Linked DNA regions of Callithrix jacchus: region 1 is linked to region 2. A link is a contact called in public Hi-C data. All regions are on one chromosome and are shown on one strand. The core of a region is the stretch at or near the end of the contact, and the rest is flanking DNA. Distances in the headings are between cores, read along the strand shown.

Region 1 (5,409 bases), core at 440-2,939, 390 kb after region 2:
CACCTAAGAGAAAAATCTTCAAACAGCCCTTCTAGTGCAAACACAGCACTCACTTGATCAAAGAAGCCCAGGGCCTACTTTCTAATCTTATCACCTGTGGCTCTGTGGGAAAGAATTAGCAAACATACCTGTGGGTCTGCACCAAGTGTTAGCAGCCTAATTTGCAAACTCAAGAGACTGAGGGATAACCCCTTCTAAGTTCAACAGACTAAAAGGAACACAGTAATGCTATTCCAAGAACAATGACAGCCACCATCACAGGGTCTTCTATGTCCCAGGCACTATGCCAAGCGCTTCACATACACCCTGCCTTCATCCTTTCCAAAACCCCATCAGGTGGGTGATATTGTCCTATTTAACAGATAAAGAAACTGAGTAAATTCCCTGAAGTCACACAGGTAATGAGTGGTGGAACAGGAATATTTGCCTAGGTCTTTCTGCCTACAAAACACATCCTCTTAACTGCCGTGCAACACTGGCTCAGAAGCTGTTTTATGAAAGTATCGACTTATGAGAATATTCTACTGCACTGCCAGAAGGCAGATTGTCTCAAGGTCATCTGTCATCTTTACCATGTTCACTGTCACCAGTAAGAGGATTTCATACAAGCCTGCACACGTGTGGCTTCCCTGTAGGACTGCCTACATAATGTGTGGGTCTACACATAATTTGTGCAGAATGAAACCTTGAAATCCCCTTGTCCGAATTAAAAATTTCAAAATGATAACAGCAGAGCCTTAAACCATGGACTGTCTAAGTCACATATCCATAAAGCAGGGCCTGCTTCCCAGGGTTCCCATATTTATGCCCAAATAATCTAAGATTCTCTTGATGGAGAAGCCAGACATTCTTGAAGTACAGAACTCATCCACTGAGCTCTTTGGTTGCATTCATTTATTTATTCAACAAATACCCTGTGATCTTATGGCATGAGAACTCATGGGTTAATTAAAAATGCCCCCTAACTAGACACTAGAGCCACAGCTGGACAGAATCCTGATTTTCCTGCTCCCTAAAAATAAGGGAACATCTTTGTCTTGCTGACTTGGCTCAGCAGCTTAGCTCAAAGGCATAGGGGGAAAGTCCTCTTTTTTTCTCTCTCTCTTTTGAGATGGACTCTTACCCTGTGACCCAGGCTGGAATGCAGTGGCACAATTTCAGCTCTGCAACCTCTGCCTCCCAGGTCCAAGTGATTCTCATGCCTCAGCCTCCCAAGTAGCTAGGACTACAGTTGTACACCACCATGCCCGGCTAATTGTTGTATTTTTAGTAGAAATGAGGTTTCACTGTTGGCCAGGCTGGTCTCGAACACCTGACCTTGTGATCCGCCAGCCTCAGCCTCCCAAAGTGCTGGGATTACAGGCAAGAGCCACCGTGTGCAGCCGGGAAAGTCCTCTTTAAGCAAACATATGGATGCATGGACCAGTCCCTGCTTCATCACGGCCACCTCAGCTGCACAGAATCCTGATATTCCTGCTCCCAGAAAACAAGGGAACATCTTCCTCTTGCTGGCTTGCCTCAGGAGCTTAGCTCAAAGGCAAAGAGGGAAAGTCCCCTCTAAACAAACATATGGACACAGACACAAGGATCAGTCCCTGCTTCTCCACGGGCACCTCTTAAGGCAGTGTACCCTTTAACAAAAACACATCATTTTCACTCCTATTTTAATTTTGTTGCTTGCTTCCCTTTGGGTTGGAAGCTAGACTTTGGGGGTGGCTGGTAAGTCATTTTGAAAAGACCTGTTTTCATGCCTCCATTCCTGTGTTGTTGATTTTGGGGCCTTTCCAACCCTTTCCAAATGTGTTTTCAATCCCTTGAGTGCCTAGACTTCCTGCTTTAAAGCCCTCCCTTCCAATCCAGGATTGCCCCATTCACCTTAAAACATTTTTCAATAACCCAGACAAAACCAGGCTGAACATACCCGAGCTCCGGAACCAGCAAATCTCGTTCCAACCCCCGCTGATGACTCCCAGGGGAATCCAAGAGGACAAAGACAAGGATGAGGATAAGGACCCAGGATTTGGGGGTGAATGGCAACTGCTGTCAACTCGTTTTCAACCTTAGCCAGTTGTCCCAGGTGTAGCCTTGGCCTCCAGAGAGCTGGTCCCCAGTTGTTACTCCAGGTCACTTGGAATATAAACAAAGTGGTTGGGCTTCCCTTCTTGGAAATCAAGACAAAGCTGGTGCCGGGCCTGGGAAAGAAGTAATTTGCCGTCTTGCTCTCGCTTCAAAGCAGCAGGAAAATTCAGAGCTGTGGCTCAACAGTGCCCCCTGCTGCGCAAATTGTTCAGGTCTGTCGGACCACTGGAGAATCAAATGTGAATTTTGTGTTGAGATCTGGAGTTTACTTGCCTTGAACCCCATTGAGAGTCTTCAGAGGAAGAGAGAAAGCAAATAAAGTAAAAATAAAATCTGTATATTCTTGGTTCTCTCAACTAACAATGGCTTCCCTATCAGAGCAGACAACAAAACCCAGCATCTCGGCTTTGACTCTACTTTCACTTCAGAAACAGCAGTTTGCGTGCCCTAGCTCTGAATCTAGGAGAATTCTAGCATTTTCCATCAAGATGATGAGGACAGCTTCAGCTGAAGACCTTCCCATAAGGCTCAGGAAGGGGATTTTATAAACTGGTCTTTCATCCAATCACAGGACTCACACTGTGAAGACTCACACAGTCAAGAAAGAAGATGCCAGCCATGGCTTTTTTCTCATATCCCACCAGGATGCAATAAATATCCCCCAACATGTCCAGTCACCAGAAAACTCCAGAAAAGAACTCCATTTCAGGAAATATAAGAATATCCAACATTTTTATTTAGGATGCTGGAAAACACACATATCAACTACAAGGTATTATTTCTAGATCCATAGAAAACCAGAGTAAGGAAACTCTATTGAAACTGATTAAATATACTAAGTGTCTCTTTAATAGTCAAAAGATTGGCAGGACATGGTGGTTCAGGCCTGTAATCCCAGCACTTTGGGAGGCTGAGGCGGGCAAATCACAAGGTCAAGAAATTGAGACCATCCTGCCCAACATGGTGAAACGCCATGTCTACTAAAAATACAAAAAAATCAGCTGGGCGTGGTGATGCGTGCCTGTAGTCCCAGCTACTTGGGAGGCTGAGGCAGGAGAATCACTTGAACTCAGGAAGAGGAGGTTGCAGTGAGTCGAGATGATGCCACTGCACTCCAGCCTGGTGACAGAGGGAGACTCTGTCTAAAAAAGAAAGGAAGGAAGGAAGGAAGGAAGGAAGGAAGGAAGGAAGGAAGGAAGGAAGGAAGGAAGGAAGGAAGGAAGGAAGGAAGGAAGGAAGGAGGAAAGGAAGGAAAAAGAAAAAAAGCTAAAAGATTAACGTAACAATGTTGTCTGCTTCTGGTAACTTTTCTTTTTCTAAATCAGTTTTCAAGCCCTGGATGTTTTTTACTAATGTAATTGAAAAATCAGCTCTGACTTAAGAAATCCCTTCTTTGTATCTGAACATCAAATTACTCTCGCTTCTCTTTGTTTTCCTTCACAAAGAACAAGGAAAGGAAATAGACATGATTCTAAGAGGAGGCAGGAATGCTGGGAAAGACAGAGGATGAGTTCAAAGACTCCTCCACTGAGGAAACTTCACTGCATTTTAAAAGAACTGCAGATATAGGAGTTTATAATTTTCCCAGACAGCAGCATGCAGACATGATTGACTGTGACAAATACATTTTTGGCTTCACTAGGTGAGCTGCTGCCCAACTGATTATTCTCGTAACCTCCTTGAACCCTATTAACTCTTAGCAAAGAGTAATTATTGACTGGTAGGCAGGAATGGGGACGTTCAATTGACCACCAGACCCTTACCAAGATGACCATGTCCCAACAAGTGAAAGGACATGTTTTCTCAACCTTGGATCTGTTGCCTCCTACACTTGTTCCCTTCTGTCGCCTTTATGCACTTGCTTATCTCTTTTGCAAAACAGGCAATTCGATTACGCTAACATTCATCGTGATAATGGTAATAAGGTGAGGCACAAAGAAATTAATGTAGCCTTGATCCTCAGAGAGATATCAGGATAATGAACAGACAGACAAGAAAACACTTTGCACACTCTGTTATGATGAATTGCTGTAAAAGAGGTCTGAACGAAGTGTAGTAAGGACGGTCCCTGGAAGAGGCACAGCTCAAACATCACCTCTTCTGAGAAGCCTTCCTCCTTCTCAAGGCTGACAAGGATGAGAATTCAGCCAACGAATGCTTACTGAGTGCACTGCAATTAGGATCTAGGAGATGTGATGATGAACTAGTTCTCAAAGTGCTTACCGTTCAGTGAAGGGGTAGATACAAACAGACAGATAAATAAAATATGTAAAAGTTGTAATTGATGCAGAGAAGGAAGCAAACAGGGATAATGAGGTAGGACTAGGAAAGGGAGACCTATTTTAGGCGGAGTGGGAAGAGGAGGCCTCTCTGGAAATGGCATTCAAACTGAGGACTGCAGCATGCTTCAGGATCAGATGGTGACAGTCATCTGTGGAATGGTGGTAGGTGGAGGGTTGAAAGTGGTTCTGGAAAAGAGAATGCAAACTTGGGCAAGACGGTGGGAACTGAGGAACTGAGGTAGAACTGAATAGGCTTGTAAGTTGAGGCTGAAGGATAGAATTTACTGAGATGGGAGAAATTTGAGAGTGGGAGAAATTTGAGAGTTTGTAGGAAAAAAACATCAAGAGTTCCATTGTACTTCAGTAATTTCCAGATATCTATGCATTGCATAAATGGAAACAACAATTAGGTTGTATGATATATGAATCCAGAACCTGGAATAAAGGTCTGAGATAGAAACATAATTTGGCAGTTATCAGGATGCATATGTTATGCAAATTCCCAGGAAGTGATTCAAAGGGAATGCAGAGCCCAAGAGAAGACTGGGATTAAAACTGAGTTCAAGAAAATTTTCACAGACTATGCAAGAGCACAGATGAAGGGCTAAGGGAAGAAAGAGAAGAACTACAACTAGGGAGACTTAGAAACGATTAAAAAGGTAAATATTAAAGAAAAAAAACAGCAAGCACTACTAAAATATAGCTAACTCTAGCTTGCTGAGTAATGAGGCTACAGAAGTAAGGACAAGCTGGCTGCCCCATCTGTCACTCCACGGATGACCAGGGTTGATGATGTGGACTTGACCGTCTAGGCAGGCAACCATTTCCTCCCTGTCCCTTCTGAGTTGTGCTCCCCTATGCTGTGGAATCAGTCTCACAGAGCCACCCTGCTCTTCCTGCAGGAACCCCCAAGTGAGCAATGAATTAGCCTTGGGTTCTAACTCTTCCCTTCATCAGTATCTTCCACAGAGAATTCAAGACCTCGCCTTCATTAATCAAGCCTCTCCCTTAGCAGATGAACAGGCTTATAGCATACCCAGCCTAAAAC
Region 2 (6,246 bases), core at 1,342-3,841:
TGCATGAGACAGTGACTTGGACAAAATGGAAACTCAAGATTCAGTGGGGTACACGGCTTTTGTGTATTTATTTTCTTATTTCCCAAATGAGTCCTGAGACTGAGAGGAATAGCTTCATAAAACGTCTTTTTTTTTTTGAGACATGGTGTCTCTGTTGCCTAGGCTGGAATGCAGTGATGTGGTCATAGCTCACTACAGCCTCTAACTTCTGGGCTCAGGAGATCCTCCCACCTCAGCCTCCTGTTAAGCTGAGACTCCAAGTGTGTACTATCGTGCCTGGCTAATTTTTTATTTTTTTTGTAGAGATGGGGATCTTGCTTTGTTGCCCAGGCTGGTCTCAAAGTCCTGGCCTCAAGTGATCCTCCTGCCTCAGCCTCTCAAAGTGCTAGGATTGCAGGCATGAACCACCAGGCCTGGCATTTTTAAAGTCTTAAAAATGGAAAAACTGGTACATATAGATTAATAAGTATCATTTTACTTGGGAAATTATAGGACTATCATTTTCTAGCTAGATATTTCAGTATTTTTCTAGTTATCTAATTACTTGGTTCTCATTAAGTAAATACCTTTTCTTCAAATTATACATATGCTGACCGTGAAAATGTAATATGATACTAATAGCTAACTTACTGTATTCCAGACATTGTTCTGAATATTTTATACATATTATTAGCTCATTAAGTCTTCCCTAAAACCCAATAAGATAGACTGCGTTACCAATATTTCACAGAAAGGTATTCGTATTTCACAGGAGGTTCATTAAGTAACTCAAATCTAAGATTACACAATGACCAGATTCAAGGCAGGCAGTCTGACCCCAGAGTCTCACAAGTCTCCTTTTAAAAATATCTATTTCTTAAGAAATTTTGGAGTTCAGCACATTAAAAAGATATTTATGAGTCGAGTAATAGCTCTCTTTTGATATAGTGCACACAGCCTGTTGAACTTCTGGGGAGCATCTTCTGCAGGGATTGCACATATCATAGAAATAAGGCTGTGGCTAAAACCACAGTAATTTGACATTTGATTTCCTTTAGATTTTAATATTAATGTATAGTGTATTCCTTTAACCTTCTGAAGGGGGTGGTAGCTGGTGTGAATTAAAAATTAGGAGTCAAAAGGGAAAATAATACCTCAGTGTTCGTATTTAGAGGACAAGTTATAGGGTGATGACTGAAGAGTTCTTTAGTTTTGCTCTGGGATGACAAGTTACAGGGGAGAAAAGTCTAATAAAATTTTAAAAGGAAAATGTAATAAACATCCTTGTGGTTGAAAGTACATGCTCTTTCTATGCAGTTAGCAGAGATTGGCAGGTAGAAATACCTCCTTGGTTTTCCCCAGATTATTTTGCAAGTTTAAAGTATGTCCCTTGTCCCCTCATTCTTACTATTACCAACAAAATTATTTTGTACAGTATTAACACAAGGCTCACACCCTGTAAGGATGCCAGACTGATTGGATTTCCCACTCATCCCTGCTCCAACTCTTTCAATGTGTCAGTCTGACCCACCACCAAATGCATTCCTTTTTTGAGGAACTGGGGGAATCCTGCTGGATTGTTCTGTGCCTAGCTGTCAAAAACATACTGATAAAGTAAAAGCACTGTTTGTCAAGACTAGCCCATAACATGCTTTTTTGTACAATATTCTGAGGCCAGTCTCTCTCTTAAAGTGGCTTGACATGTGAACATTTTATGCTAGTAGCATTGACTCATTTCTTATTTGGAGGCCACATAAGTCATCTTGTATATTTATTTTTTATGATACCATAAATAAGACATTGAAAAGCAACTAGCCTGAAGACTCCTTTTTAAAATCTCTCCCAGTTGTGGTTTTTCAGAAATGAAAAATTGCACTTCCTTTAATGAGGGAATGACTCTTTAGCCAAGGTTTCTACCTTATGATACTCAGATAAGAGATATTTGGTGGACTTTTGCTTTTTTTAAGGGAAAAAATTATTAAGGAGAAGGTGTAGGGGGGAATAAGACTAACATCAAAAAATACTTACGTTTTATGAAAAATATAGAACATACAATTTTATGGAAGTATATAAAAAATGTTAAATAGGCACATGCACAGGAGCTCAAGAAGAATATGGTCAGTCAGTCATCTGATTTGATGAGAGGCAAAGCTGGCCATTTAAAAAGCAAAATTTAAAGTTTCACTGTATTTTTCTTCCTGCACCAAAAGACACTCCTTAGTGGTTAGTGTTGGTTATTAGCATTGGCCTAAAGACCAAACAAGACCATTGAGTAACAACAGGATTTTTAAAGATTCCATATATTTGTCTGTTATTTGTGTTTTATTTCACCTTTACCAGGATGTTTTCAAATAGAAGTAATGATGATTTTAAAATAATTGTACACAAAGCTGTGGTGTTCACATGAACTCCACGTGGTGGAAGGCAGAAATGCTCACTGATCTTTTGTTATGTACCCCCAAACATGTACGAGATCTGACCCAGAAGCAATAGAAACTGCTTTTGTTCCCTTCTTATTCCCCACTGCCACCAAGGAGCCATCTGATGTGGATTCATTAAAAGGGAGACTATTAGGCTTCAGTCCCAAGGCTGCCATCTGTTAAGATTGCTCTCAGTTTATCCACATGGCAGATGTGGTCAGATCAGCCTCAAGCCATTCCTACTTGAGAGGCAGCCTTCTTAGGAAGGGCTGGATTAGGCAGATTAAATTATCTGCCTTGGATCTTAGGGAATATTTCTTTTCCTTTTGATCTATTTATACAAAGGTTTCTATTCTTTGTTTTCTTCTTGACAGGAGAAGAGTAAACTAAAGGGCTGAGATAAGGTTGTGAACCTATGGCATAGAAGCCTGGGAGGCTGTTTAACCTGTTTCTGTTCTTCGCTTAGGCAGTAGTGAGCCAGGTAAATGTTTAACAAGCAGCTCTTTGGAGAAGACGTGCATGTGCATATATAACCAATTGTAAGTCTGTTATAAATTTTACTGATTTACAAGTAGTAAAATATACAACTTACAAAGAATTATAGAACATATAACACTCTTTATCGTATGTTATCACAGAATGCTTTCCCTGTCTTACAGAACTCTTTCATTTGCAGTCAAACTATGGTTGCAGTTGATGAATAACTATGGTTTCTGACCTGATTGTTGGTTGATATTTTCCTTTACACAACAGAATAAGATAAAAGTTAAAACAACAATGACATAAGTTAGAAGTTCACTTGTTTGTCGATGAAGAGAGTACTTTCTCTACTGAATCAGACAACTTTCAAATACTGGAAGAATATTTTCTCAAATTTTGTGCTATTCACAGTGTACCAGCTACAAACATGACATTTATTGTGGATTGTCTAGAGACAGTACACAATAAATCAATCCCAGATTTGTAGCATTTGCTGATTCCTGTGGTATAAATGCTCTGATTTCAAGCTTCCAATGTATTGTCCCTGAGTGTAGACTTAGGAAGAGATGCATAGTTGTACATCATTATGTACTGTTTCCACCATTAAAAATACAACAGAGGTAAAAACTTCAAGAACAAATGACTAGGAAGAGGTGAGCTTTGAGTATTATTTTTGCTTTTGATATAATTTGTTGAATTCTAAGCTTATATAATTTAGCTTTTAATAATGGCTGTGTTCAATAATCAGCTTGCAAAGTTCTTAAAAATTTAACAGTCAGCCCTCACAAGCTGATACAAGCCAGCTTCAGCGCACCACTGACCTTAGGCATTCCAATGGCAGTGGTGGTGGGGGTTAGGGGAGAAATATACCAATATGCCCTGCTTTTAATATGAAACCCAGGGCCCCACTCCTGGAGATGAGTCTAAGGTAAGACATCAGGGCTTGAGGTAGGAACCCCATCAACAACCTCTCTTTGCCAGGTCTTGTTCTCTGCTCATCTCCTTCAGGACCTCATGGGGTGGAGGGTGGTATGAGGGTTTGAGGTGGGAAAGAGTTAATATGCTCCAGATCCTGGGGCTCAGCCACTCTTTTCACTACTGCTAACTTGGGGTACTGGGCCAGCCCCCCTGCCATCCTGCGGATATCCTGCTGTCCTATGGAAATGGAAATCAACCCAATTTCTTAGTTCCTAACCAGAAATTAGACTCCTAGAGACCACTGAGAAAGCAGAACTGAATATGAAAGGCTGTGGGTTAGTTAGTTGGAACCATGAGATATTTTGCTGGGGCTGGCTGCTGACTCATGGGGGAACTTTTCTGTCTCGGTAGCCCAGATGCTCAAATGTCATTGTTTAGTAAAGCTTGAGGGCAAAGCGTGATGGCCTCTTGTGTTGGTGTGAAGCTTACTCAACAAATGAAAAAGATGGTGGCCTCCATCATTTTTTGAAATTAGTCCATGAAACCTAAACTTAAAACACATTAAATAAATAATTATGTTATTTTTAAAAGGAGTTTTGCTTTACAAAAAGTTTTACAGTTACTTAGAAAATACCCTTCAGGTAATTTTAAATGGTGCTTACAAAATCCTCATTTACATATATGTTTGCAGAAATATACCTATTACATTAAATCTATATTCATTGAACAGTACCCAGAGTCTGTTGCATTGTAACTGTAAAATAGGAAATGTGACCCTAACTGAGGGGATCTGGGGAGGCTGCATACTACCATAAGGGTATATTCCAGACAGTAAACACAAGAACTTCTTTTCTTCTCTTTTGCTAGGCTGAGAGTCAATTGTGGTCTCTGAGTGGATGTCCTTTTTGTTGATGTTGAGGTTATTTCTTGTTTCTTAGTTTTCCTTCTAACTGTCAGGCCTCTCTGCTGTAGGACTGCTGGAGGTTCACTCCATACCCTGCTTGCTTAGGGATCACCTGCAGCAGCTGCGCAACAGTAAGCATTGCTGCTGGTTTCTTCTTCTGTTATCTTCGTCCCAGAAGGGTACCCACCAGATGTCAGCCTGAGCTCTCCATTATGAGGTGTCTCCTTAGATATAAGGGGATTGGGGACCTGCTTGAGGAGACAGTCTGTCCCTTAAAGGAGCTCAAGTGCTTCTTGAGGAGACAGTCTGTCCCTTATAGGAGCTCAAGTGCTGAACTGGGAGCTTCATTGTTCCATTCAAAGCTGCTGGGCAGGTATGTTTAAGTCTGCTGCAGTGGAACTCATAACTGCCTTTTTTCCCAGGTACTCTGTCCTGGGAAGGTGGGGCTTTATGTATAAGTTCCTGACGTGCTACTGCCTGTTTTCAGAGATGCCTTGACCAACAAGGAGGTAGTCTGCTGTGTGAACTTCTGTGCAGTTTTGTTTACAGAGGTACAGTTAGAACTGCCTCAGTAATGGTGGACTGCCTTGGTAGTGGTGGACTGCCTCAGTAGTGGCAGACACCCTTCCCCCCACTGAGCAGGACTGTCCTGGGTCCAGCTGTGCTTGCTGCGAAACTCTCAATCCAGAGTGTTTCAGAATGCCGGTCTTTGTCAGGGGTGGGACCTGCTGAGCCAGATCACCTGGCTCCCTGTTTCATCCCCCTTTTTTTCAGTTGAATGGGTGGCTCTGTATCCCAGGTGTTCCAGGAGCCAGTTGAAATGGCTGCCCAGATTTCTGTGAGATTTTGTGCAGAGACCTGCAGCACCAGCAGAAACAGCCATGGTGAAAACTTGTAGCACTTTTCAGCCCAGGAATCTCCTGGTCTGTGGGCAGTAAAAACTCATTTGGAAATGCTGTGATCACTCTGCATTCTCGCTGGGAACTGCATGCACTCCAGAGCTGTTCCTATTCGGCCATCTTCCTTTTTACCTACTGAGAGTCAATTGTGGACAACGTGACTGAGCAAGTAATTTTGAAACTAGGTAGTCTCTGTAACACCTCCAGGCCAATGAAGTCAATAATGAAAACTGAGGCATCTTAGCTTCAGCAAAAGTGTTAAAGCTTTTCTTTTAAATACCTGAAAAAACATCATAAAATATACATATGAGGGAAAAGATGGTGGGTTGTCATGGAGCAGGAAAGCCATGAAATCAGATGAAGCAAAAGTACCATGCACTCAGAAAATTCTGTTATTTATTAGTTAAATTGGCCCAGAATTCCTTGTGGAAAAATTAAAAGGCTAATGTCCACAGAAAAAAATAAAAAGAATTGTTCAGGGATTATTAGCAATCCAGTTGTTTTTCTGAACAGCTTCCAAATCCTGCAGCTACAAGGAGCATCCAAGTCCAGATACAAGCAATAATAGGAAATGATTAGGGCATTACTTGAGCTGTTTTTTTTTATTGTTATTTTTTTAGAATAATGACATTTCCATTGGAAAACT

The links. Hi-C and Micro-C count contacts between places; a contact is called where the count stands out from the background.
Region 1: a contact with region 2 is called in a Hi-C map of induced pluripotent stem cells, with 2.1 times the contacts expected there. The contact joins two enhancer-like sites. A contact is called at or near these places in 3 of 3 Hi-C or Micro-C datasets (induced pluripotent stem cells and skeletal muscle).

Annotation. Positions count from the first base shown.
Region 1 is chr10:100,745,557-100,750,965 of calJac240_pri, forward strand. All of the region lies in intron 3 of SLC1A2 (solute carrier family 1 member 2), which reads right to left. Among named protein-coding and RNA genes, the nearest start is that of SLC1A2, 16 kb to the right of the region's middle. Within about 2 kb of position 1,690, at least 2 of the 16 cell types and tissues checked have an H3K27ac peak or open chromatin away from gene starts, as enhancers often do.
Region 2 is chr10:100,355,305-100,361,550 of calJac240_pri, forward strand. No RefSeq gene overlaps it. Among named protein-coding and RNA genes, the nearest start is that of PDHX, 89 kb to the left of the region's middle. Within about 2 kb of position 2,592, at least 5 of the 16 cell types and tissues checked have an H3K27ac peak or open chromatin away from gene starts, as enhancers often do.